7 separate regions of the Mus musculus genome follow, and regions 1, 2, 3, 4, 6 and 7 are each linked to region 5. Evidence: chromatin contacts called from public ChIA-PET, Hi-C and HiChIP or PLAC-seq data. All regions are on one chromosome and are shown on one strand. Each heading gives the region's core, a stretch centred on a gene start, on an enhancer-like site or on the middle of the called end of the contact. The rest is flanking DNA. Distances are from core to core; before and after follow the strand shown. Region 1 has its middle 68 kb from the start of Gm41258. Region 2 overlaps 5430437J10Rik (RIKEN cDNA 5430437J10 gene). Region 3 has its middle 15 kb from the start of Gm41258. Region 4 has its middle 40 kb from the start of Gm41258. Region 5 holds the start of Ptger4 (prostaglandin E receptor 4 (subtype EP4)). Region 6 overlaps Gm41258 (a long non-coding RNA gene). Region 7 has its middle 66 kb from the start of Gm41258.

What was found. Hi-C and Micro-C count contacts between places; a contact is called where the count stands out from the background. ChIA-PET counts read pairs in DNA pulled down with a chosen protein or histone mark. HiChIP or PLAC-seq counts read pairs in DNA pulled down with a chosen protein or histone mark.
Region 1: a contact with region 5 is called in a Hi-C map of uterus, with 4 times the contacts expected there. The contact joins the enhancer-like site here to the promoter of Ptger4 in region 5. A contact is called at or near these places in 10 of 39 promoter capture datasets (the 3T3-L1 cell line, HPC-7-derived erythroid cells, embryonic stem cells and 4 more), 3 of 15 datasets of contacts at CTCF or cohesin (the NIH/3T3 cell line, large pre-B cells and pro-B cells), 5 of 484 Hi-C or Micro-C datasets (CD4 T cells, bone marrow-derived macrophages, large pre-B cells and 1 more), 17 of 115 datasets of contacts at active chromatin or transcription factors (the 230-238 cell line, DN3 thymocytes, the NIH/3T3 cell line and 12 more) and 5 of 9 other capture datasets (adipose tissue, embryonic stem cells, liver and 2 more).
Region 2: a contact with region 5 is called in a Hi-C map of the N1E-115 cell line, with 5 times the contacts expected there. The contact joins the enhancer-like site here to the promoter of Ptger4 in region 5. A contact is called at or near these places in 11 of 39 promoter capture datasets (the 3T3-L1 cell line, 3T3-L1-derived adipocytes, the C10 cell line and 7 more), 2 of 15 datasets of contacts at CTCF or cohesin (the NIH/3T3 cell line and large pre-B cells), 3 of 484 Hi-C or Micro-C datasets (the MNK3 cell line, the N1E-115 cell line and bone marrow-derived macrophages), 17 of 115 datasets of contacts at active chromatin or transcription factors (the 230-238 cell line, CD8 T cells, the NIH/3T3 cell line and 10 more) and 4 of 9 other capture datasets (adipose tissue, embryonic stem cells, macrophages and 1 more).
Region 3: a contact with region 5 is called in an H3K4me3 HiChIP or PLAC-seq map of the SCID.adh cell line, with 32 read pairs. The contact joins the enhancer-like site here to the promoter of Ptger4 in region 5. A contact is called at or near these places in 14 of 39 promoter capture datasets (the 3T3-L1 cell line, 3T3-L1-derived adipocytes, the SN4741 cell line and 8 more), 4 of 15 datasets of contacts at CTCF or cohesin (CD8 T cells, the NIH/3T3 cell line, large pre-B cells and 1 more), 31 of 484 Hi-C or Micro-C datasets (the AML12 cell line, B cells, the C2C12 cell line and 20 more), 27 of 115 datasets of contacts at active chromatin or transcription factors (the 230-238 cell line, CD8 T cells, DN3 thymocytes and 20 more) and 5 of 9 other capture datasets (adipose tissue, embryonic stem cells, liver and 2 more).
Region 4: an H3K4me3 HiChIP or PLAC-seq map of bone marrow-derived macrophages shows a contact between it and region 5, with 11 times the contacts expected there. The contact joins the enhancer-like site here to the promoter of Ptger4 in region 5. A contact is called at or near these places in 9 of 39 promoter capture datasets (3T3-L1-derived adipocytes, hematopoietic stem and progenitor cells, hippocampal neurons and 5 more), 2 of 15 datasets of contacts at CTCF or cohesin (the NIH/3T3 cell line and large pre-B cells), 5 of 484 Hi-C or Micro-C datasets (bone marrow-derived macrophages, embryonic stem cells and uterus), 13 of 115 datasets of contacts at active chromatin or transcription factors (the 230-238 cell line, CD8 T cells, the SCID.adh cell line and 9 more) and 3 of 9 other capture datasets (embryonic stem cells, liver and macrophages).
Region 6: an RNA polymerase II ChIA-PET map of effector CD8 T cells shows a contact between it and region 5, with 45 read pairs. The contact joins the enhancer-like site here to the promoter of Ptger4 in region 5. A contact is called at or near these places in 15 of 39 promoter capture datasets (the 3T3-L1 cell line, 3T3-L1-derived adipocytes, the C10 cell line and 9 more), 1 of 15 datasets of contacts at CTCF or cohesin (the NIH/3T3 cell line), 4 of 484 Hi-C or Micro-C datasets (bone marrow-derived macrophages, hematopoietic stem and progenitor cells, myeloid progenitors and 1 more), 13 of 115 datasets of contacts at active chromatin or transcription factors (the 230-238 cell line, CD8 T cells, the SCID.adh cell line and 7 more) and 4 of 9 other capture datasets (adipose tissue, embryonic stem cells, liver and 1 more).
Region 7: an H3K27ac HiChIP or PLAC-seq map of thymic regulatory T cells shows a contact between it and region 5, with 8 times the contacts expected there. The contact joins the enhancer-like site here to the promoter of Ptger4 in region 5. A contact is called at or near these places in 19 of 39 promoter capture datasets (the 3T3-L1 cell line, 3T3-L1-derived adipocytes, the C10 cell line and 12 more), 3 of 15 datasets of contacts at CTCF or cohesin (the NIH/3T3 cell line, large pre-B cells and pro-B cells), 9 of 484 Hi-C or Micro-C datasets (the G1E-ER4 cell line, the HPC-7 cell line, bone marrow-derived macrophages and 3 more), 17 of 115 datasets of contacts at active chromatin or transcription factors (the 230-238 cell line, the NIH/3T3 cell line, the SCID.adh cell line and 11 more) and 3 of 9 other capture datasets (adipose tissue, liver and macrophages).

The regions. Positions count from the first base shown.
Region 1 is chr15:5,740,825-5,743,558 of GRCm38.p6, reverse strand. No RefSeq gene overlaps it. Among named protein-coding and RNA genes, the nearest start is that of Gm41258, 68 kb to the right of the region's middle. Within about 2 kb of position 1,473, at least 2 of the 459 cell types and tissues checked have an H3K27ac peak or open chromatin away from gene starts, as enhancers often do. A contact at or near this core is called in pro-B cells and uterus, where this site is marked.
Region 2 is chr15:5,571,773-5,574,472 of GRCm38.p6, reverse strand. All of the region lies in intron 2 of 5430437J10Rik (RIKEN cDNA 5430437J10 gene), which reads right to left. Among named protein-coding and RNA genes, the nearest start is that of 5430437J10Rik, 77 kb to the right of the region's middle. Within about 2 kb of position 1,267, at least 1 of the 459 cell types and tissues checked has an H3K27ac peak or open chromatin away from gene starts, as enhancers often do. A contact at or near this core is called in the N1E-115 cell line, where this site is marked.
Region 3 is chr15:5,657,736-5,660,601 of GRCm38.p6, reverse strand. No RefSeq gene overlaps it. Among named protein-coding and RNA genes, the nearest start is that of Gm41258, 15 kb to the left of the region's middle. Within about 2 kb of position 1,596, at least 13 of the 459 cell types and tissues checked have an H3K27ac peak or open chromatin away from gene starts, as enhancers often do. A contact at or near this core is called in the G1E-ER4 cell line, the N1E-115 cell line, the SCID.adh cell line and 2 more, where this site is marked.
Region 4 is chr15:5,632,637-5,635,446 of GRCm38.p6, reverse strand. No RefSeq gene overlaps it. Among named protein-coding and RNA genes, the nearest start is that of Gm41258, 40 kb to the left of the region's middle. Within about 2 kb of position 1,521, at least 1 of the 459 cell types and tissues checked has an H3K27ac peak or open chromatin away from gene starts, as enhancers often do. A contact at or near this core is called in bone marrow-derived macrophages, where this site is marked.
Region 5 is chr15:5,242,796-5,245,637 of GRCm38.p6, reverse strand. It overlaps Ptger4 (prostaglandin E receptor 4 (subtype EP4)), which reads left to right and starts at 1,451. Exons shown (of 3, transcript NM_008965.2): 1 at 1,451-1,955; 2 at 2,443-2,842. The coding sequence starts at 1,940.
Region 6 is chr15:5,693,878-5,696,582 of GRCm38.p6, reverse strand. All of the region lies in intron 2 of Gm41258 (a long non-coding RNA gene), which reads right to left. Among named protein-coding and RNA genes, the nearest start is that of Gm41258, 21 kb to the right of the region's middle. Within about 2 kb of position 1,377, at least 13 of the 459 cell types and tissues checked have an H3K27ac peak or open chromatin away from gene starts, as enhancers often do. A contact at or near this core is called in CD8 T cells, the SCID.adh cell line, effector CD8 T cells and 1 more, where this site is marked.
Region 7 is chr15:5,606,316-5,609,197 of GRCm38.p6, reverse strand. No RefSeq gene overlaps it. Among named protein-coding and RNA genes, the nearest start is that of Gm41258, 66 kb to the left of the region's middle. Within about 2 kb of position 1,512, at least 15 of the 459 cell types and tissues checked have an H3K27ac peak or open chromatin away from gene starts, as enhancers often do. A contact at or near this core is called in the SCID.adh cell line, bone marrow-derived dendritic cells, bone marrow-derived macrophages and 2 more, where this site is marked.

The DNA.
Region 1 (2,734 bases), core at 224-2,723, 500 kb before region 5:
AAAAATCAGACCATATGCATTTCTCTCTCACACATCTCATGTTTGATGATATTCCTTAGCTTCATGAATTCCTATAAAAATCACAGAGCAGTTCATTTTTCTGAAACCAGTAGCAGGAGTATATCACAGTAAAGAAGGAAAGAACTTCCAGGAAGGCCTGCCTGTATTTGCTGAGCAAGAAAGGGGTTATCAAGGTTATTGACTGAGAAGCAATGTGTGAGAGATTGTAAATATCTTAAACTGTTATCCAATTCCTTTGCACTAACATTGTGACTCCATTTTCAGTCAGTGGGTTAACTGGCTTTGTTGAAGAATGGGTCATGGGCTAGACAGAATGCTCAGAGGTTAAGAGCACTGAATTCTCTTCCAGAGGACCCAGGTACAATTCCCAGCACCCAGGGGGCAGCCCACACCTGTCTGTGACTCCAAGATCTGACATTGTTTTAAAATTCGATTTTTAAAAATGTATCGCAATATAATTAAACATGTGCCTTGTAAAATCCCCCCTCCTCAGATGTTTTGTAAGTTATTGGTTTTATGTTTTGAGATTATAATATAATTACATCATCCCCTCTTTCCCTTTCCTCCCTCTGAAACATACCATATACTTCTCCTTGTTCTCTATTAAATCTGTGATGTCATTTATCATTACTAGTTATACTTGCATGCGCACACATATGTATATGTATGTATATATTCCTAAACAAATAAATAAACCCCACTCAGTCTATATTACTTATACATGTATTTTCTTTATCAAATAAATGCAAAGATGAGTAAGCACTATATGTGCTTGTTAAATAACTCTAAAAACAATGATTAGATAAATCAAAATAAAAGAGCAAGAATAGGGTTTACTTTCCTTCCTCTGTTTTTCCTTGTTTTCTCTTATCTTTCTTATATCATCATTATTTAGGAGACAAGGTAAACTTGGGGACGGGATGATTCTAGAAAATGAGCCCCTGGTTTACATGGTCAGACATACTTCCCTAATCCAACACATGCTGTGTTCCAAACTGACGCAGGAAACAGGACCAGAGAAGAGAGCTGAGGCTGGAATGTTCACAAATAATTATAAACAAAAGCATGGTTTACTTTGTCTTTAAAGCTTTGGTAGTCAATCATGCTCCAATATCAAAGTCCTTGCAAGCACTCAGCCAACGTGGCACCTGTTTCATTCCCCAGTGCAAACTGCGTTCCCACTCACACACATCTCACAGCTGAAGGATTCCACTTCCTTTGTGGGCTCTACTCCACCAATTTGAAAGATGGCACAGCAGAAATGGACCTGTTAATAGATTACTATTGCAGGTTCCAGTGGTATGCTAACACCCAACAGAAATATATACAACAGGGCTGAGTCGGGTTATTATTTTTGGGTGTGGGGAAGAAGTCATCTATAGAAACACACTAAATACATAAACAGTTGAGAGCCTATTTTCTCCCCACCTTGCAGAACACACTTCCTGGTGTGCAGAGTGGAACCTTATTCTTGCGGGTAATTTAGAGTCACTGGAGCGTTATACTGACCTGCTGCAAGCACTGTTTGTTACTTGAGGAAAGAAACAAAAGAGAATCCATGTTGTATTCTTCTTCTGGTTTTGCTTTATTGCTTCTATTGTTGTTGTTTTCTGTTTGTTGTTTATTAGTCCTGAGGATCACTAAACAGCTCAAGCTGGCTTCAAACCATGGCAATGCTCCTGCCTCAGCCTTCCAAATGCTCGGATTCCATGACTCGCCACCTGCTGCTGTCTTCTTTTCACCTTATGTATTTACTAAATGTGTACTCTTATGCTTTAGAAAACATTTTCACTTGTTGAAAAATAACCCAAAGACGACAGGGGTGAATGGCTGAAATAGTACAGATAACACAGCTCCTACTCCCCCCTGCCCAGGTCTCAAGTCCAGTTGCTGAGAGGAGCTATTCTGCAGATCTGCCCAGCAGTGCCTCAGGGGGTGTTCACATGAAAGATATAAGGCTATGAGAATTTTGATAATTTGGTATTGTCCTATTTTATTTATTATATTTCCTTCTGGTTCTGGGTTTATTTTTCTTTGACATTTTGTTGCCACATAGTTATGGTAGTCCTTAAACTTTCCTACATAGCCTACCATGGACTCAAATTTCTGACTTTCCTGTTTCCACCTTACAAATGACTCAGATTTCAGATGTGTTCTATGAAACCCAGTTTCTACTATTAGGAATGGAACCCAGAGCTTTGTGAAAGCTAAGTGAGCAACCAGAGAAACCTAACAGAGCTACATCGTAAACCATTGCATTTCTTACAATTGTTTACTTAACCATATACTCTAAAGTGTATTGGCAGAACTACCTCATATAATTAAATCATTATTTGTGTGTATAAGTGTGCGCACATACTCATTCATAAGCCTATGTATGGAGGTCAGAGAACAACTTTCTAAAAACTGGTTTCTGCTTTTCCTTCCACCAGGTTTCTAGGGATCAGGCTCAGGTGTTCATGCTTGTGGATCAAGCACCTTTACCCACTGCTCTTTCTAGGAGGCCCCACCTGACATTCTTTAACAGCAATTCAATATTCCCTTCTGATTCTAAAGTGATCTATTTAACCAGTTCTTTCTGAAGTATATTTTACAATGTTGCTAACTCCACAATTCTGCATTTGCACAGCAGTTAACAGCTTCCTGAGCACAAGCTGGCATGGGTCTCCTAGCAACAGGGAGACAATATTTACTATCTTCCAGACACTGTTAC
Region 2 (2,700 bases), core at 18-2,517, 330 kb before region 5:
GGCAATTCCTCAACTGAGATATTTTCTTCCCAGGTGTGTTTAGGTTTGTGCCAAGTTTACAAAAGCTATAGGTATGAGAGGAACTAATCCCAAGAAAGTCAAATCTCTTGAAGGAAAAAAAAAAAACCACACCTTGGGGCATTTTTTTTTTTTTTTTTTTTTTTTTTTTTTTACATTTTCCTTACATGCTTATTGGCCTGGAAAAGAAACAAGGAACTATGAAGGCAGCATTGAAAACAGAAAGAATTTGAGTAAGAACTAAAGATAGAGCAGTTTTGTAAGGAAATAAAAAAATAATTTCAAGGAATACAAATAGTTCATTCAAAACACTGGATTTACAACTATCAGAGGGACAAAGCACATCACACAATGGAAAATAATTATATAACAGAAAATAATAACTGACTCTACTGTGAAAGATATGAAGACAAACATAAATATCTATTACAGCTAGAATCCAGCTGGTATCATCTAAGATGTCTTTGTCTGACCTCTCCACGATTCAGAGGTCACACACACTACAACAGAAGGTACACTTTCACATTCTGCATTAATTATCTCATACTGAACAAAAGGTAGGATATTTTTTCATCAGTTGCAGAGTGTATCATGGAAGCAAGGATTGTAATCTCTCACAAAATTCTAATCATCAAGCCAGATCCTGTGAAGCGATGTGCAGAACTGAGTTTCCATCAGGACAACATCAGATCCATTTTCACTGTTATAAATTCATAGGTCTGAGAATGCTAGAAATTACAAATTATTGGGTTTTTTTCTTTATTTCTCAGAGCTAGAGTATGCTTTGTGCTTCTTCTGAGCTTCTGATAAATTATGAAAACTCATTGCATGTAGTCTGACCAGAACCTTGGAGAACAATGCTAAATAGAATTAATCTATTAAAGGAAGAGCTGACTCATAAATTAAGCCAACCAAATCTCAGAGTACTTCCTGTACTCAAGATAGCATGCTGAGGGTCTTTGGAGTCAAAAAGCATCTCATTTGAACTCTTTTGCAGACACTGACTAACGACTACTTTCTCCTTGTTGCTTGTTTGACTTCTTTACTTCTGGTACATTTTCACAGCTTATTTTTTACTACCCCTTTCCTGTCTTTACATCAGATTATCCAGTCAGCATAAGCAGTCAAGGGACTCCACTAAAGCAGAAAAAGAACATATCAACTGCTAATCAGCCGTCTTCTAGAAGTTAAATCACATTTTAAAATCTGATAATGTTTTGAAAGTTATATCTCATTCTGAAATAAATGCTAAATTGTATGTTTAGCCATAAACAGTGATTATTATTTGTTTGGGATAAACTGACAAAGACAAAAGCCATTAAGTGTAAAAAAATTTTTAGGAATATAAAACTGAATAACAATGTGTCTGGCCCATATTACAATCATAGACTTCTACTTCTTGGTATTTATTCATCTGGAACCTTTTCCAAATAAAAATAGAACTAATTAGAAATAATCAAGCCAATCTCTCACAATACATGGAAAGGCCAGACTAAGATCAGAGTAAATGAAAAGAAGAAAATGTGGCCAAGACTACAAGAATAAACAGTAAGTGAAAGAAAATGAGCTCCCACCACTGTCTGGTCATGTTTTTTTTATGAAGGTTGAATGGTATCTGACTTTGCTAAAGTGATTTGGCTAAGTGTGTCATGGGGGAAGGCAGACAGGTACATGACAGACTGAAGGAAAAGCAGGTTCTTTGGAGAAACTTTTGGCTAAAAGCACCACAATGAGGGAAGAGACACAATGGAGTCAACAAAGCCTCTTCTTATATCAGACTTAGCTTTATGGGTTTTTACTCATATTATCTTCAAGAAAGCACAGTCTTTCTAGGTCTCTTTTGGGCACCTGTGTAGACAAATACTCACTTGACCTCTCTGTATGAACATTATGAGGACAAATGAATCTGTATATCAAAGTTGAAGTTTTCACATATTAATTTCTTTGTAATACTAAAACAGCAAAGAGGCCATGATTGTTAGCAAAGACTATAATGTGACCATAGATGAGGAGAAGATCAACAAGGTCAGCTGAAGTAGAAGTTGCATCTCATAAGAGGCATGTGACACTGCAGAATTGTCAACTTGTCTAGATTTGAGTCGTAGTCTGTGACATGGCACTTGATGAATGTATGCAACTAAAACATTGTCTAGTATTCAGCTTCGCTGTCTACATCATGTAAAAGTATCAACTTCATGATTTTTTGTTTGTTTGCTGTCTAAAAGCCATTACTTTAAAAACATCTAAACAATCTCCAAGATAATTAGTTTATACAAATGCAAACGGTAATCACACAAACATTACAAATAAAGTGTGAACAAGAATTTATATCCACAAATAAGCAAATATTTGTAGATTTGTTATTAATATCTCTTGTACTCCCATTGTAGATTGATTTGAAATGAAATATTAATTTGAATTGTTTGGTTTGATTTGGTTTGGGTTTGGTTTGTGTGAGATGGAATCTCAAAGTGGTTTTGATTTGCATCTCTCTGGTGGCTGAAGATGTTGAACATTTCTTTCTGTAAGTGATTCCCAACTGTAGTTCTCTCTACTGACATTTTTCTGCTTAGACCTGAACTCCATTTTTAATTAGATTATTTTATTTTTTATATTGTTCCTTGAATTCCTTATATATTTTGAATGTGGATATATGGATGAATATGGAATATGAATGAATAC
Region 3 (2,866 bases), core at 347-2,846, 410 kb before region 5:
GCACATGATTTTTCTTAGATTAATGTGAGTTGCTTATTTTAAACTCAGTAGCACAATTGGCCGCTTGTCAACTTGGTCTACAAAAATATCATTATTATTCCATAACCTTCCTTATTTATCCCACAAATCTTATGTTAATTCACAGTCAGAAACACAATATATCTTTAGATGTCCCACATTCTTTATAAAATTCTAACACTACTACTGGATTGCTCCCCAGGTCATATTCAGCTGCCTTTCTTACACCTCCCAGGACCACTGGTCCAGGGTTGACTCTGCCTACAGTGGGCTGGGCTCCCCCTCATAATCACCAATCAAGAAAATGCCCCATAACCTTGCCTATAGATGACTCTAGCTTGTATCAAGTTGATTCTTCTAAAATAGCCAAAACAGGGTCTGTTTCATGCTTTGACACATATCTCTTTCTGATTACAGGTATTTAATCGTTTTCTTACAAATAGTAAGTTTTGTTCATGAAAACACACAAGGGGACATTTTATTTCAATCTTTGACCACACTTACCAGCCACTCATGTATTTTATTGACAGTATTGTCAATACTACAACTGAAACTTTTAAGCACATACTTACAGAGCATGTCTGTGACACAGACATCAGCTTGCAGAGAACGTTTGTAAACTTTATTAAGTTGTAGCTGCTTCCTTACTACACCTTTTCTTCATGTGCTCTGATTTCTCGCCATAGATATTATCCTATAATGAATCAATATTTAAAGTCATCTCCATTCTTTAATTTTGAGATTTTGTGAAAGATATCAACACATAAACAAATGAACTCTAAGCACTGGAGGTATTTGTCGCTTAAGGAAAAACTATCTTCAACATCTATAACATCTTTCTTTACTAATATAAGTAATCTTATAGCTTTAATATAGTTAATGTAGAGTTCCCTAGCTAGTGGATAGTAATATGTTAGTTTTTATGAGTTTATTAACATTAAATGTCCTTATCCTAAGTTAAATAAACTTTTAGAATGACTTCATGAGGTAAAATATTTCACGCATATAAAGCTACTTAGAAATCTAAAAGATATAGGAAATAAATCTAGCTTCTGTGTATCAAACACAAAATAATTTTTTTCATAGTTCCAATACATTGGCAATACGTGGAAAATGCATTAAAAGCCTGCAAGTAAGAAAAAGTAAAAAAAAAAAAAAAAACAAAAGCAAAACAAAAAACATGTTTGGCATTTGGCATATATAACAATTACAGTAGAATCACCAAAACATACTTTAATATCATTTTAAAATGCGTGAATATAAGTATTTCTGTTAACATACTATTAAAGTCAAGATAAGACCTTGCAGAAATTATCCTGTTTCCTTGTTTAGAGAATGGCTTAAAGGGCATAGGAAAGGATTATAAGTCTTCATTTCAATGGCTGGAAGGGAAAGCAAGTGAGAGTTTTGTCTCTCAGAGCGCGTTGGTGGCAGATGGAATCAGAGATTACATGATCCATGACCTTAAGAAGCCACAGAAAAGTCAGTCTTGCCTTTGAACATAAAGTACAGACTGACTTTCTATTACCTCTGCAGCAGGGAGCAGGAGCCTGTCCCATTTTTATCTGTACCGTACAGGGTTTGCTTATCTGGACGTCTCAGTGCATCTTGAAGTATGGTTGCTCTCAAGGAGCTAACCTTTGCCACAGCACTGTGGATAATCCAATCTGCTGAGTGTGAGAGCCTCCTCAAGCAGAAGCAAACAAGAAGCAGCTCTGAAAACACTGGGAAGTAAGTAAGAGGGCATTCCAAGATCTGATCCTAGTGAATTTCCCTAACTCCCCGCCGTAAGATAAAAACACCTATATTGGAATTTATTTGTCATTCAGTTCTGAGGTCCAAGACCCGTTGATTCCTTGAAATTATTACTCTTATGGTTTTCCTAGAACAAAAAAGTAAAATTCCGTAATAAAAGACTTTAGAAAATGATAAACCATGGGCTTGGGGTTAGAGTTAGGCCCTGTTTCTCTGTTTACTGCTTCTTGTTCTAATATTTTTCAGTACTTACTTTTCTGGAATGTCTCAGCAACTTTCATCAGTATATGGCTGTGGTGAGAAGAAAGTTTCCTTGAATTGTCTGTATTCCCATTTGGAAATACAGTAGTCCATTTTACTAACCAAAGTTCATTCATCTACACAGGAAAACTCCTATTCTGGGAACTGAACCTTCCACACCCAACCACACCCAAACCTTTCTCCTAAACTGGAATTGATTTCTGGGGGATTGAAACTTTTGGGAACATTCTGAGGAAATTTGGATTAATTAGAAATTTTAACAAAGGCTTGATGTGGAGAAATAGTGGTGATGGAGAAGAGAACATGAATCTCTGGGAAAGGGTGACCTTTTCAGTTGTATTTTTTTTATTTTTGAGATTATAATATAATTACATAATTACCTCTTCCCTCTCTTCCCTCCAAATCCTTCTGTGCACCTCCTCCACTCACTGTCAAATTAGTGGACGCTTATTACATATTACATATTAACCTGTTACATATGTGCAATCTGTCTAGTCTGTGTAACATCACTTGTAGGAATACATTCTCAGGGCTGAGAATTTGCTCTTAGATCACCAATTGGTATGCTCTTCTCCAGGGAGGACTTTCTTCTACTATCAGCTTTTCCTAGTTGGTTCTAGTTTTTTGTTTGTTTGTTTTGTTTTGCTTTGTTTTTGTATAGGGTCTCTGTCTATTGCAAAGATTCCTTGGTACAGGGCAAGAACTACACTTATTTGTGTATAAAGACAAATATTTAGAATGCATTTAAAGATTATGGTGTCTTAGTAAAGTAGAGGCTGTAGCTTCTCCAAGATACATGAGTTCATTAGCTCAGGGCAGTTGGCTTCAGTGC
Region 4 (2,810 bases), core at 272-2,771, 390 kb before region 5:
GCCACACATGCTCACACACAAAATGAATATGGCAAATTTTTTTGGACAGGAAAACGTTGGCAATGGTACATCAGTGACTGATGTTATAGACAGGAGGTGGCAGGATGCTGACCTTCAACAAAATATTTACCCTTTCTGAGTGGTTGAGAGAGAATGGAAGATAGACTACCACCCATTTCAGTAGCCATTGTACTTTTTTCCTTCCCTTCCCCTAGCCCAGCCTGTCTCCCACACCCCCTCTTTTTCCCTCCCTCCCTCCCTCCTCCTCCTCCTCCTCCTCCTCCTCCTCCTCCTCCTTCTTCTTCTTCTTCTTCCTTTCTCTCTCTCTCTCTCTCTCTCTCTCTCTCTCTCTCTCTCTCTCTCTCTCTCTCTTTTATTGGTATTTTTCTAACACTCCCAATCACATTATATTTGCATTTGGAATTTCATACTCAAAAAGAGACACATGCATATAAACTTAAAAGCTTTTGACTGGTAAGTTATCTGAGTACTTCACATCTGATAGAATATGCCTTTACTAATTCAGACCCTGCATAACAGATCAGAGCAATGGATGTAGAATTTGCATCCCCAAATCATGAAGAGAGCCTTCCTATAACTTCAGTAGTAGACTCCTGGTCATTTGGCAACACGTACTTTATAAAACATTTTGTTTATAATTGCTATGTTGTCCTTAGATTGGATGCTAAACATCAAAAGAATCAAAATGTCCAAATATCAAGTCCAATTAGGAAATGTCTCAGCACAATTTATCTTGGTACCAAATTTACTTTTCTCTGAACTTCAAGACCAGAGATGTGGGTTTGATCTCAGACCACTGTGTTAGGCTGGGCTCACTGTTAACTGTCCTATTCTGTTAACTCGCTATTGCAAGGCTGGAAGCAGCCATATTGCTTCCAGCACATCTAAATCACAGGATGGACTGACTGTACTAAACAAACAAATCTCCCTAATTATAAATTATTAAAAGGGGCAAAGGACTGAGAATACTTGTACCAGAATACTGAAATTTATATCACCACATTCCAAAGTGTAGAATTTAGAACAGATGAAGAGCTTCAATTCTGTTTCTTTAAAATATTTCTTTGTTGTGTTTTTTCTGGTGAATTGAACAAACAAGGAATGAGCTTTGTCTTATAGCAGATATTTGTTCATAGTTTTGATATTTTTTTTCTTTTGTACCCTCTGTGGTGTTCTAAATAGAAGCTGGCTAGCAATGGTTCTGTTAACTATAGGCATTTTATTTCTGCTTTTTTTATGTGAGCATTTTCACGATCTCATCCAACTAAGTTTCTTCTTTGCCTGTCAATTACCATAGAGTCTTTCTCTTTATAATGGTTCAGCTTGTTTTGTTTGTCTTTAACTCATGATTTGATTGCTTTGATCATGTGATGTAGAGGGAGTAAGAGAGGGGTAGCTAAACTACAAATTTAATTTGGGAATTCTGCTATGCAAAGAGAAGAGCCAGTAACTCTGTCATGAAAGGAAAGAGGAACCAGAGGTTCCTGGTAATGAACATGACAAATGTAGTGGATTCCACAGAAATGAAAGGAAAGGGAGGAACATGTCCCTGATTCATGCTGCAGATATGATAAGGAGTAAGACTGAATTTTATCCAGAAGATGGAGCATGGCCAGTGAAGGCCCATGAGAAATGGATTGAAAACAGTTGTGAAGTTGTGATGAGTACGGATAATAAACATCCTTTGTTAAGCAAAACTACTGATCCATCCAATTCTAAAATCGATTATGTGTCTTCCCACCTTAGAATATGAATATACTGCTTTTGCCAAAAGCTGTCATTCACATCACTAACACTTTTTTTACATTTATTTTTTTTAGATATTTTCTTTATTTACATTTCAAATGTTATCCCTTGTCTTCTTTCCACTAGATGGTTTTAGATCCTTTGTCAAAGATCAAGTGACCATATATATGTGGGTTCATTTCTGGGTCTTCAATTCTATTCCATTGATCTACCTGTCTGTCGCTGTACCAGTACCAAGCAGTTTTTATCACAATTGCTCTGTAGTACACCTTGAGGTCAGGCATGGTGATTCCACCAGAAGTTCTTTTATTGTTGAGAATAGTTTTTGCTATCCTGAGTATTTTGTTATTCCAAATGAAATTGCAATTTGCTTTTTTTTTTTAACTCTATGAAGAATTGAGTCTGAACTTTGATGAGGATAGCATTGAAACTGTAGATGTAAGATGGCCATTTTTACTATATTGATCCTGCCAATCCACGAGCATGGATGAACTTTCCATCTTTTGGGATCTTCTTCTGTTTCCTTCTTCAGACACTTGAAGTTCTTGTCATAAATATCTTTCACGGCCTCAGGAGCGGAGGGAGCCATCTTGTTCTGAGACTCCGCCCGAAAAGTAGTCTGCACAGGTGAGAGTGTGCACACAGAAGCGAACAGCTTCTGTGACAGGCCAAAGCAACACAGCTTCTGGGAAAGGTCCTGTTTTGGGCCTTCATCTTCCGCCAGAAGGGAGGTCCAAATGGCAGATATCTGTGCACCTTCCCTGTAAAAGGAGAGCTTGCCTGCAGAGAGTGCTCTGACTACTGAAACTCAGAGGAGAGACCTAGTCTCCCAGGTCTGCTGATAGAGGGTAACAGAATCACCAGAGGAACAATCTCTAAACAGAGACAACTATAACAACTAACTCCAGAGATTACCAGATGACGAAAGGTAAACATAAGAATCTTACTAACAGAAACCAAGACCACTCACCATCATCGGAATCCAGCACTCCCACTTCGCCCAGTCCAGGGCACCCCAACACACCCGAAAAGCTAGACCCAGA
Region 5 (2,842 bases), core at 202-2,701:
CTACTCGTTTGTTTCTGAGGCTTGCTGAAGAATCATAAATTCTTGGCAGATTTAAAAAAAAAAAAGATTTATTTATGTGAGTACACTGTAGCTATCTTCAGACACACCAGAAGAGGGCATCAGATCTTATTACAGATGGTTGTGAGCCACCATGTGGTTGCTGAGAATTGAACTCAGGACCTCTGGAAGAGCAGTCAGTGCTCTTAACTGCCGAGCCATCTCTCCAGCCCCCATAAATAACAGTAGAGGCATACCTACTTGTTTCACACAAGATTCAAGCCACCTAGTTACCCGGTTAGATGCTAAGCATGGAGTGAGGTTTTTGTAAGAAGTTGAATTGTTCAGAAAACCATACTACAGTCTCATTGTGTAGTTTTTAAAGGATCTGGTGACAGGGTTTTAATTGCCCCCTGGTGTTTTCCGATCTTAAATTCTGTTTTTTAGGAGAATAGTTGATAATTAAGAAATGATTGTTCCTCATCAAAGAAGAAGCCGAACAAACTATAAACCAAAGAATAGGGAAAGGCAAATAGACCTTTTCCGAGTTAACAAAGAGGCAACGCCTGGAAATTCGTTAATTTGCTTGAATTTCAAACCCCTCTCATCCCGCAGGTGAAGATGGCTAGCAGAAACTGAACAGGAAAGCACTTGTTTCAGCCTTCCTGAGGAAGAATGCTCTCTCTCTACAGTTAAACAGTCCCCCTCAACTAAATCTCAGGTGTGCCTGTGGGCCACAGGTCTCCAAAGAAAGCCCTAAACTCTGCCATCTAAGTGAGAAGTTGCAGTTCCGTGTTGCTCGCCTTCCTCCCCGCCTCCGCTTTGGTGCCCTATTGAGCGCAGCTAGGGCACTGCCAAGTAACTCCTTTTATGGTGAGAGGATGGATTCTTAGTCGCCTCCCCGCCCAAGCCTGGTACCTACTCACCGTGCCTCTGCCAAGTCCCACCCGGAGCTCTCGGGCGTACACACCCACGGACAACCACACACCCACTTTTCCTCTCCGCTCTGTGGCTCCCGGGTAGAGCCCTAAAGCAATTGTCCCGACATCTCAAGACCCACATGTTTGATCTGTGGGTGGAAGATGCGAGAATTTAACCACTCTAACCCGCAGAGCAATGTAGACCAGACACAGGTCCCAGCATCATTCCCGCTAAATGCCCAGCTTGGGAGTGGCGAAGCTCGAGCTGGCGTTTCCTGGGGACTCGATCTGGGGGGTTTCGGTACCTTCGAGGGAGGGAAGGCACTGAAGCTGCACCCGCAGCCGGGTGGCACCCCCGCAGGTCCCTCCAGACCTCCGCAGCTCTCCGCCCCGCCCTCCATCACCGGGCTCCTAGGCGGTGCTAGAGGAGGTCTCGCCCCGCCCCCTTTCCAGATCAGCCAATGGAAGCCCGGGCCGCGCTATGACTGTCTCCGCCCCCTCCGGGGAAACTTGCGGGAGGAGAAAAGTTTGTTCAGAGGCTGGAGACGCCGAGAGCGAAGCTCGAAACCCGGCAGCGGGAGAGGAAGATGAACGGCCTCAGGTCAGAGCCCCAGGCCCAGTGGACCCCGTGCCGCCCCCAGAGCCCAAGGAGCGGCCTCAGCGGCAGCCGCCTTCTCCGGTAGCTGTCCGTTCAGCCCGCTGCTGGGGAGGAGGGAGCCCGGACCTACGCTCTGTTCCACCTGCACGCGTGGCGGCGACACACCTGGACGCTGACCTCCCGCACTAGACCTGCGCGGGCCCTGCAAAGCTGAGACTCGCCTTTGAAAGGAGGAGGCGTTAGTAAATCAAACAAGAAACCCCAGACTGGTCTTCACCGACCCATCCCGCTAGCCTCTCTGGCTTTCCAAGCTTTTTTGAAAGCAAGATACTCTGACCTCAGTTCCGGAAAGTTGGCAGCCACCGAGCCCCGGTTCCGAGACAGCAAAAGCTTGACAAGTTCCGCACTGCGTGGGAAGAGACTGATGGCTGAGGTTGGAGGTAGGTCCTGAACATCTGAGGCCTGAGCCTTGGGCACACCGGGCTCCTAACCCCACCCTACAGGTAAGTCGGGATGGAGGTCTTTGCGTGTTCAGGCGCTCTTCCGGGAAACCAAAGAACAGAATGTCCCATAGTGTCCCAAAATGTCCATAACTTCTTTCGATGAGCATTTTATCCATTCTGTGGGGAATATCACTAGGGAGTCACTTTTCCCTTGAGAAGGGTCTTGCTCATCTCGGCGAGGGAATGAGCTGATTATGGAGCGGTGGGGGTGGGGATAGGCGGGAAATAAATATATTAATGTCAGCAGAGCGGTGCTCTTGACAGAACGGATCCAGACCTTGGGAATTTAAGTAGTCACAGTTAATGAGTAGCTACCGATGAGGAAGTTGGATCTGGGTGCTCTCCTTATCTCTGCGACACAGCATTTTGGCCATGGGTCGAACACCTTGCAAGTGGTAAATGGCTCGTTTCTCTTTCTCTCTAGGTACCATTCCTAGATCGAACCGTGAGCTCCAACGCTGTGTGTTACTAACCACCACCATCATGTCCATCCCCGGAGTCAACGCGTCCTTCTCCTCCACTCCGGAGAGGCTGAACAGCCCGGTGACCATTCCCGCAGTGATGTTCATCTTCGGGGTGGTGGGCAACCTGGTGGCCATCGTAGTATTGTGCAAGTCGCGCAAGGAGCAGAAAGAGACGACCTTTTACACTCTAGTATGTGGGCTGGCTGTCACTGACCTTCTGGGCACCTTGTTGGTAAGCCCGGTGACCATCGCCACATACATGAAGGGCCAGTGGCCCGGAGACCAGGCACTGTGTGACTATAGCACCTTCATCCTACTTTTCTTCGGTCTGTCGGGTCTCAGCATCATCTGTGCCATGAG
Region 6 (2,705 bases), core at 128-2,627, 450 kb before region 5:
ATCTCTCCTGGGAATATATCCAGAAGATTTTCCAACTGGTAAGAAGGACACATGCTCCACTATGTTCATAGCAGCCTTATTTATAATAGCCAGAAGCTGGAAAGAACCCAGATGCCCCTCAACAGAGGAATGGATACAGAAAATGTGGTACATTTACACAATGGAGTACTATTCAGCTATTAAAAACAATGAATTTATGAAATTCCTAGGCAAATGGATGGACCTGGAGGGCATCATCCTGAGTGAGGTAACCCAATCACAAAGGAACTCACACAATATGTACTCACTGATAAGTGGATATTAGCCCAGAAACTTAGAATACCCAAGATATAAGATACACTTTGCAAAACACAGGAAACTCAAGAAGAAGGAAGACCAAAGTGTGGACACTTTGCCCCTTCTTAGAATTGGGAACAAAACACCCATGGAAGGAGTTACAGAGACAAAGTTTAGAGCTGAGATGAAAGGATGGACCATCTAGAAACTGCCATATTTGGGATCCATCCCATAATCAGCTTCCAAACGCTGACACCATTGCATACACTAGCAAGATTTTGCTGAAAGGACCCTGCTATAGCTGTCTCTTGTGAGACTATGCCGGGGCCTAGCAAACACAGAAGTGGATGCTCACAGTCAGCTACTGGATGGATCACAGGGCCCCCAATGGAGGAGCTAGAAAAAGTAACCAAGGAGCTAAAGGGATCTGCAACCCTATAGGTGGAACAACAATATAAACTAACCAGTACCCCCCAGAGCTCGTGTCTCTAGCTGCATATGTATCAAAAGACGGCCTAGTCGGCCATCAGTGGAAAGAGACCCATTGGTCGTGCAAACTTTATCTGCCTCAGTACAGGGAAATGCCAGGGCCAAGAAGTGGGAGTGGGTGGGTGGGGGAGTAGGTGAGGGAATGTGTGGGGGACTTTTGGGATAGCATTGGAAATGTAAATGAAATAAGTACCTAATTAAAAAATAAAATAAAATAACAAAAAAAGAAGCAACTATATAAGCTTCTAATTTTCACAAATATCTAAAGTAATTCAACAATTTAATATTGGTCACATAAGCACAGGAGAGAGAAATTTCAAAACAAAACATACTGTAATGCTATGACAAGCAGTAATAATACTTCATATTCTACTTTCTAGGAAGAGAGCGTGCTAAAACAAGAAAAATGGGAAAATATTGGAAGAGCCATCACATTAGTGAAGCCAGTCTCTGAACAGGGCTAGGAGAGAAGATTCCCACAGCACCCAGGCCTATGCACTGACACCTCAACGTTTTAAACCCCAAAGTGTCAAAGGTGTTGGGGGTGATGTACTGTCTCTCAGGCCTCTGAATAACAGTTTCAAGTCAGAAAGGGGTTTTCCACATTAGCCGCAGCTGACCACAGCTGACTAATGAGCTCCCTCACTTCCTAGCTACCTTCTTCGCTGGTTGATGTTCTCACCAATGGAGATGTTTACTGTATTTTGGGCATCCTAGGCTCTTCATTAGCCACATGTTCACTTAACACACTAAAATTTGTTAACATTTCTGGTGCATAAGTTCTTCCAATGTAAACTGCATACCATGAAGACTCTCCTCTTGCTAACTACATGTAGCTGAAATAGAGTGCTGGGACATGCCAAATGAATATTAGTCTGAAATATGAAGGAAGACATGCTGTTAAAACAGATACAAGCATTATTCTTTTAACACTTTGCTAGCTATTAAGTGATGAGACTATTGATTTTACATTTTGTTTACATTCATGAAAATTATAATATGGGTAATTCTGTTTACTTACCCAATGAATTTCCTAAGGACCCTTTTTAAAAACATATAATATTCAGCGAACCTGTTTCCCTCATCCTCCTCTCTCCCTGCCCAGCCTCCTGTCAGTCACTGCCATTTCCATAAACAACTATGCTTCTACTTTTCTAACATAGGTAATTGTGTCTTCTCTTTTCTATAATTTGAAACTCTGGGTACACTATCTTCCATTTGAAAAATTACACTTTATTACGTATTCCATAAGAGACAAAATTTTCTTCTTCTTTTTCTTGCCTCTGTGATGGTGTGCCATACTACCATTTAAGCCATGGGTGCACTTCCAAAAGCTTAGGGCTACTCCTTTGTCATATTTCTAAGCAACAAAAAATGTCTTTTAGCCCAAGAAGCTTTTTTCTGTCATATTTTTTTCTCAAAAAGGAGCAGAATGCATTTCCAAGTATGTAGTATTAATGTTACCTGTTTCTAAGAACATTTAAGATAATATTTAGATTGAAGAACCAACATTCATACATACAATCTAAGTTGTGGAAGAAAAGTTCAATCACAGAGAGAGAGAGAGAGAGCGAAAGAGAGAGAGAGACAGAGAGACAGAGAGACAGAGACAGAGAGACACAGAGAGATAGAGACAGAGAGACAGAGACAGAGAGACAGAGACAGAGAGACAGAGAGTTTTCTCTCTCAGTATTATAAAAAGAAGCCAAAAGCCGATATTTAAATTGGTAGATCTGAGTTTTAGGCTGTGAATCTATCTAGCCTTGGCTGTGGAAACCACATATACCTACAACTGAGTTACTTGGTCTGCATAATAAGAGGAAATAGAAACAGGCTGTAGATATAAACCACAAAGATCTTCATGATGAGAATGATGAGAATAAAGCTCTAAGAAAATCATCATAAGAGACCTTCAGGGCTAAGAAATTATACAAAAGAGA
Region 7 (2,882 bases), core at 263-2,762, 360 kb before region 5:
GAAGAGATGATAGAATTCATCAGTTAATCCAATTGAGAGGAAGAGAGAAAACCTTGAATTTGCATGAATTAGTTACAGCAGTCATCAACAGTGTTTTGTAGAATGAGTTTGTATATAGTACCCAGTGCAACATGAAGCAGCATAGCTTAGAGCAGAGCTAGAACATGATATGGGTGCCTAGGACAGGGAAGCCACCCAACATCTCCTGAAGGAAGAGAAGGAGAATAAAGGGGAGAGTAAGTGGCCATGGCTGTCATACAAAACACCACAGACTGAGTGACTTGGACAGAAGAAATAGATTTTCTCATATTTCTGGAATTTAGAATCCAAGTTAAGGTATTAGGAGTTTTAGCTTTCCTTGAAGCTTCTCATGCTGATATTCAGATTGCTAGCTTCTTCCTTTCTCTGAGCACAATCACCCTTAATTTCTCTATATATTCAAGCCCCCATTTCTCATAAAGAAAGTAATTTTGAGACTAAATGTGGCTACACCATATTAACCACACATAAATTTACTTGCCTCTTCTAGTGGCCCTATCTTCAAATACACTCATGTTGTTCAATATTTGGGTTAGGACTGTAATGATGAGCTGAGGAAGGAAATAAACTTTGGTCCAGAGGGAACTACAAGCTTAACTGCAACTGAGCACCATCTGCCATTCATGTCACTGTCCCCATTTTTTTCCATTGGAGAATGGATTCTAAAGCTCCAAGTCCTTGGGTAAAATAAGCAATGACCATACACACAACACATACATAATACATACATACATACATACATACATACATACATACATACATACACACATGCACACATACACACACATATACACATACATACATACATACATACACACATGCACACATACACACATATACACATACATACATACATACATACATACATACATACATACACACACATGCACACATACATGCATACATACATACACACATACACACATGCATAAGCATTCATACATCTATATCCCTCCAGCCATCCTTCCTGGACAACCTACTGATCAAAAGAACACCAGGTCAACCATGAAAACAAAATGTAGGGCATCCAAAGCAAGATGCCCTCTGCACAGGCAATAAGTGCCTCCTGGAGTCTTCGGAACAGTCCCCAACCAGAGAAGAAAACAAATGAAGAGAAACAACTTCAGCATGAGGGTAAAATGAAGGAACCCTTCAGGACTCCTATGGTGTGACTCTTAAGCACAATAGAAAACAAGCAGATCCACAGGATTGCTACTGGGAGATAGAATGATGTCATCTCACAGAAAATAGGTGAAAAATAGACCTTTAAGACCTTCTGTCCTGTCTCTGGGTTCATATAGAACACTTATTTTTACTATGCTTATGTAAATTACATTCATGGGAATTCCCCTGATCTGTTGTCTGTTCCTAGAACATTCTATTTTCAGTCTCATTAGTTCTCCATACAGCATGAGCTTCGCTGATGACCTTCCACAGCAATGTGACGAGTTGGCTGGTGAAGCCCTGTCAGCTGCATGAGCTTTTGGTTCCTCAGCAGCAGTTGTGGGATTGCATGCACAAGACAGTGGATGCAAAGTGTTAGCTTTCAGCTGACAGATAGGAGCTACCAACCCAAATCAGGTGATAGTCTCTATTATGGGAATCACATAGGTCATTTCTCAGTTGAAATCTTTGCCACGGGGAATTATTTACAGACCTTCAAGAAATTTGTTCACTTCATTTTATGAGGAACTAGTCACACCCTAAGTACTTCTGACAACGACCAAAAACTCTGATCTTTTAGTACAAACTAGGCACCATGTGATGTCGACAGTATCAGCAGAACACATGAATGCTCACCCTAACCTTTTACTTCTTCCCTGGATACTTCTTTTGACAATGTACAGGGTCTGCTTACTATAATAGCTATAGTGGTAGTAATAACAATCACAATAAATTAGGAAACTCTGCCTTCTTTTTCCTTTATTTTTGAAAAAATACATTCATACAACCATATTCTGATTATGATTTCTCTTCTCTCATCTCCTTCCATCTCCTTTCCATATCCCTACCCACCCAACTTTATATTCTCTCCCCCCCCCCGCTCTCTCTGTCTCTGTCTCTCACACTCTCTGATAAGAAAACAAGAAACACAAAGGACCCACAAACATTTTTAAAAAGCAAAAAGCAATGACAAAAATTGCAAAAATAAAAGACAGTGAAACAAAAAGTCCAAAATACCCTTGACTTTATTTGTGCTCGCAGTTTGTTCCTGAGCATAAGTGCAGTTGGTTTAACAGGTGAAACTCCCTTTATCTACAGCTGACTTTCCTTTTGCCAACAGATATCAATCTCAGACAGCTTTTTGTTCTTTTCTTTTTTTCTTTTTCAAGACAGGGTTTCTCTGCGTAGCCCTGGCTATCCTGGAACTCACTCTGTAGACCAGGCTGGCCTCAAACTCAGAAATTTGTCTGCCTCTGCCTCCCAAGTGCTGGGATTTAAGACATGCGCCACCACTGCCTGGCTTCTTATCTCAGTGAGACTGTGTATCCAATCCCCTCACTTGGTGTTGGGACCTCCATTTGGCTTGTTCTGTTTGTATACATATTGCTACAGTTATGAGTTCATATGTACATCCACCCTGTTGTATCTGGAAGACAATGTTTTCTTAGAGTCATCTATCCCCTGTAACTCTAACAAACTTTCCTCTTCAAGTTTCTGAGCCATGAAGGGAGGGCTTTGATAAAGACATCCCACTTAGTATTGAGTGCTCCAAAATCTCTCAATCTCTACAAGTTATCCAGTTGTGAGTTACTATCTCACAACTACTTAACAACTGGTTAAGACTGAGCACTGCTCTGATCCATGCATATAGCACCATGACATTAGAATTGTTTTATTGC